Linked DNA regions of Lactuca sativa: region 1 is linked to region 2. The links are chromatin contacts, called in public Hi-C maps. All regions are on one chromosome and are shown on one strand. Each heading gives the region's core, a stretch centred on a gene start, on an enhancer-like site or on the middle of the called end of the contact. The rest is flanking DNA. Distances are from core to core; before and after follow the strand shown. Region 1 holds the start of LOC111895143. Region 2 holds the start of LOC111912508 (LRR receptor-like serine/threonine-protein kinase RGI3).

Region 1 (2,700 bases), core at 47-2,546, 180 kb before region 2:
ATGTAAAATCTATCTGGATAGATTGAAATTAATGTTAAAAATTTATATACTTATGCATATATTGACAGCATCTTGAAAGAGATCAAGATAGAAGATTCCTTTGGAGGAACCTTCACATTGTACATTGAACTGAATTTGATCAAGCCTCAAAAACTATTGGATTGGTTGTCTAAGACCATAAATATAATTGGTATAAACTTGAATTGATATCTAACATCCCCCTCTGACACCTATCACAATATTGTTCGCTTTGGGCTCCCGACATGAAAACTTCCTAGGTGGTCACCCATCCTTGGATTGCTCTCACTCGGGCATGCTAAACTGTAGAGTTCTTATAGGATCTGTTGCCCTCACGAATTTAAAACGCGTTGTGACAAGAAAGGTATCCATACCCCTTGTAAGGAAATGTTTTTTCCTCATAGGATTAGGTGCAACCCACATTCACCCCCCTGCATTATAGGGTTCGACGTCCCCGTCGAACACGTCGACCCGTGCCCCAACTCTGATACCATTTGTAACATCCCCTCTAACACATATCACAATATTGTCCGCTTTGGGCTCCCGACACGAAAACTTCCCAGGGGTCACCCATCCCTGGATTGCTCTCGCTCGGGCACGCTTAATTGCGGAGTTCATGTGGGATCTGCTGCCCTCCGGGATTTCGAACACATTGTGACAAGAAAGGTATCCACACCCTGTTGGGGTTCGAAGGTTGTGAGATGTCGAAATTATCTTTGTTACTTGTAATGTAGAATTTGGATTGTATTTTATTTTAAGGACTACTTTGTAACGAAGCTTAAATGTCGACTGTCCTTATATGTTTTGTGCTTTCAGTTTTCCCTATAAATATGGGAAGGATACTTTTAGAGGTTAAGAACCTTATCCTGATTGTAATCATCTCTCTTTTCCTGTTGTATTCAACTGATCAAGCAATATAACGTGCCAAAAAAATTATATTTAGATCTGGTGTTCTAAATCATTTCATACTTTGATTTTATTTGATTACTCGATTCAATTGGAACTACAATTGGTATCAGAGTAGGAATCAAACTGTTTTGATTTGATTTTCTTATGTCTCAAAAGCTTTTTGAATCTCATTCTAGATTCAAAAGTTTTCGCACTTTTGATCTTGAAAATCCTTGTTGATCTTCAGTTCTGATTTGATTATGCATTTCGATTGACAAATTGAGTGTTTGGTGTTCATTTGCTTTTGATTCATCTTGTTAATCTCAAATTTGTTACACTTTTCTCTGAAATCGTCAGTACATCAATGGCTAATTTCAAAATGAATACCATGACTTCTTTCTCTCATTTGCTAGGGTCTTCAAAAAAAGATTCCTATGCTTATTCCAGAGTATTACGATCAATGGGCGGATCGAATGGAGGATTATTTGAATGAACTCGATGAAGAGCTATGTAAGTGCATTGCTGATGATGTTTATCCATCTCCATATGTTCAAAGCATTGGTAATTTTGCATCAACTCAAAGTGTTACTGAACAAACTGAAAGGTTACAAAAGATTGAGAAAAGATGCATGAGAGCTTCATGGTGCTCTTCCTCCTATGGTGTATAATTACGTTCAAACCTGCAAAACCTCAAAACAAATCTGGAATACACTGAAGAAAAAGTACCAAGGTAGTGAGAAGACCAAAATTAGTTCAGTCAAGCAATGTCTGATTGAATTAAGGGATGGAATTACTAGGTCTGCTATGGAATACAACCTTACTTTCACAATAGGGCTTCTCAAGGAGTGGAGGAATGTAAGCTTAATGATGAAGACACAACAAAGCTTCGATTATTTGACTCTTAATGATCATTACAACCTGCTAAAAGCTCACGAAGCTGAAGTGAATGAAATAGCTGAAGAGTTAAAGATCAATCTGGGAGGTCCATTAGCATTGGCTTCGAAGGTATCGAGAAGAGTAGGTGAGATGGAAGCTACTGAAAAAGGAAAGCTCTGAAGACAAAGGTCTTATCGTCAACTTTGATGACGAAGCAGTTGCTTTTTACTCGAACAACAAAGTAAAGAAGTTTTATAAGAAACCATTCGATGCTAAGTCGAAAGCTGGTGAAATGAAAGGAAGTAACACTGGGAAAGTTAGTGATGAGAAGACATTTGAGAAGAAAGAGGTTAAGGGTGAAGATTTGAAACAAGAAAAAAAGATAAAGGGTGATCCGGGAATTGATTGTCACTACTGTCATGGAGCAAATCACATGACCAATGACTGCATGCTGAAGAAGAAAGAAGAAAAGAAGAATATGGTTAAGGATGAGGCATACTATTCTGAAAGGCTGGAAGAAGTGAGGGAAAAATCGAAAGGGATGTCACTGGTAGCGAGAGGAGAAGATGAGGATGAGGGAAAATACCAAATATGGTCTTCAGGCTCGGATGAAGAAGAAATGAGGAATCCAACGCATGGAGCCATGTTTGCAAGGTATGAGGAGGATGAAGAACAGAAAATCACTTGGTAGTTACTTTGTTTCGACATCAGGGGACAATGCACCAATGATTTCGAAGGTACGTTCTCTACTTCAATCCTTTAATATTTCTTCAAGTACTTATAATTCTATGTTAACTAAGTTTGATGTTGTTGTTACTTATGTTAATAATCTAGGGATTTCTGCTAGTAATGAGGCTAAAAAATCTAGTACTCGGTTACTAGAAACCCAAAGGATGTTGGAGGTGAAGAAGGCTAAAA
Region 2 (2,700 bases), core at 160-2,659:
TACTTTGAGGCGAGTTTAGTAATTAGTATTTTTGCAATCTGTAACGTACTATTAATTTCATCACATCATTCTTTAATATGATGTAAATAATAATTAACAGTACACAATGAAGTTTAATGTAATTGTGGTGGAGTATGAAAGTTGTAGTTGAGAAAGGTATATATGTTGGTTTATGTGTGTGGTTGGATTTAGTAAAAAGAAAGGGTTGCGTTTGCAGCATATAAAATTAAAATTGTGACGAGAAACATGTAGGCTGTCTTTGTCTCTGGTTATACCATTACTATAACCTTAATAACAATAATATATAGATATAATAGATAGATATAATATATAGTAACATGGGGATGACCCAGACCCAGTTGCTTGGGTGGTGACCACCCTTAATACGTTTTATGGTCATTGGACCACCTCACCCTTGGCTTATTAACCTAGCTATTATAATCAATCAATTATCTTTACAAACAAAAACATACAATTGTCACTGGACCATAGATTTTTTCTTCTTTTTGCTATTTTTTAAGATATGATTATGACCAAATTAGACGTGCATGTTTCTAAGATAAAAGAAGGAAGTTATATATAGAGATACATCATATATAAGACTACATACATATATAGATTGCATATATAGATTGTTGAGTGAAAAAAAAAAAAAGTACAGGGGATGGAGGGCATTAAAGTAAAAAGAAGCATATATATAGCTATATAGGGGGTGTCATTGAACAACATGTCTAGGGCTGACAATGAAAACTATAACTCAAAACATGTAAGGAAAAAGAAGGGGGCACCAAACCAAACCAAACCCCAAGGATTATTAACATTTACCTGCCTGTATACACAAAGCTAACTGCCAAAACACCTTTAATTTTCACAACAGAAAAACACTACTCACTACTAGATACACCTCCTTTTACTACTGCTATGTAACTTTCAATATATATATTAAATCAGAAACAAAGAAAAGAAAAGAAAGAAAGAAAAACCACCTTTACTTTACCCTTAGTGTGTGAGGTGTGTCATTATGGAATTACCAATTACAATGTCACCAACCCAACCGGTTAACATGTTTATGGAATAATAGAATCATGGCAAACGCTTATGTTAACTTTATATACTCCTAACTTTTTTAGCTTATAAATATTAAAAAGTTAGGTTGGTTTCGATTTTAAATTTCAATATGAAAATTGAGTTTTAGTTGGGTTGACACCGGTTTGATATTATTAGATAAGCAATAGAGAAGTGTGGATCGAAGTGAAGTATTGTTGGAAAAAAATTATAATGATAATAGTAATAGTTATTAATTAAAGCCGAGAAGTAAAGTAAGTGAAGAGTAGATGCATGGGTTCCCTTGGGTTAATTGGTTATATATAAAAATGAAAGTGCGATTGGTTGGATCCAGATCTGTTGGACATGGACTGCAATTCTTAATCTTGTTGTATAAATTACTATAAACAAAACATGGGGTTCCCCCCTCAACAATCCCCATAAAAAAAAAAAACACATCTCTTCTGCTCTGTTCTTCTCTTCTCTTCTCTTCTCTCCTCTCCTCACATGAGCAATGCCTGCACCCTTAAGAAATCCCAAACTTTCTTCTTCTCTAATCTTCTACTTCTTCTTCTTCCCTGTTATCTGCCATTCCATTGATATACAGGGTCAAGCTCTTCTAACATGGAAAAACACGTTAAACAGCTCCACAGATGTATTGAAATCTTGGAATCCTTCTGACCCAACTCCTTGCAATAATTGGTTAGGGATTCAATGCAATTCAGATGCTCATGTGGTCGCTATAAAATTAAACTCTCTGGATATACAAGGACCGCTACCTTCAAATTTACAGCCTCTTAACTTCTTGAATTCCCTTATTCTTTCATCCACCAATCTCACTGGCACTATTCCCAAAGAGTTCGGAGATTACCTTCAGCTTACGCTCATTGATATATCCGATAATTTGATTACTGGTTCAATCCCGCCCGAGATTTGCAGCCTAAACAAGCTGCGAACTCTGTCTCTTAATACCAATCTTCTGGAAGGTGGAATCCCTCTGGACATTGGGAATCTTTCAAGTCTTGAAAACTTGATGATTTTTGATAATCAGTTGAGCGGTGAGATCCCAAAGAGTATAGGGAAGCTGGAGAGGCTTCAAGTTATTAGAGCTGGGGGAAACAAGAATCTGAAAGGAGAGTTGCCGGAGGAGATTGGAAATTGTAGCAATTTAGTGATGTTGGGTCTTGCAGAAACCAGTATTTCCGGCAGTCTTCCGGCATCCATCGGAAAGCTGAAACGGGTCCAGACGATAGCTATCTACACGTCGCTATTGTCAGGTCCTATTCCAGATGAAATCGGGAACTGCACTGAACTCAGGAATCTCTACTTATACCAGAACTCCATTACTGGTTCCATCCCGAGGTTAATTGGGGAGCTTCGAAAGCTTGAGAGCGTGCTGCTATGGCAGAACAGTTTAGTCGGGACGATTCCAGAAGAAATTGGAAGGTGCAGTCAGCTTTTGACCATCGATTTATCTGAGAATTCGTTAACCGGAAATATTCCGACGAGTTTTGGAGGGCTGTCGAAGCTTCAAGAGCTTCAGTTGTCGGTGAACCAATTATCAGGTATGATACCTCTGGAAATCACAAACTGCGCTGCTCTGACTCATTTGGAAGTTGATAACAATCAACTGACGGGAGAGATCCCCATTTCGAT

The links. Hi-C and Micro-C count contacts between places; a contact is called where the count stands out from the background.
Region 1: a contact with region 2 is called in a Hi-C map of leaf, with 3 times the contacts expected there. The contact joins the promoter of LOC111895143 here to the promoter of LOC111912508 in region 2. A contact is called at or near these places in 3 of 4 Hi-C or Micro-C datasets (leaf and seed).

Annotation. Positions count from the first base shown.
Region 1 is chr5:2,623,119-2,625,818 of Lsat_Salinas_v11, reverse strand. It overlaps LOC111895143, which reads right to left and starts at 1,296. Exons shown (of 3, transcript XM_023891239.1): 1 at 1,243-1,296. The coding sequence starts at 1,296.
Region 2 is chr5:2,441,888-2,444,587 of Lsat_Salinas_v11, reverse strand. LOC111912508 (LRR receptor-like serine/threonine-protein kinase RGI3) reads left to right here and starts at 1,409. Exons shown (of 2, transcript XM_023908240.3): 1 at 1,409-2,700. The coding sequence starts at 1,559.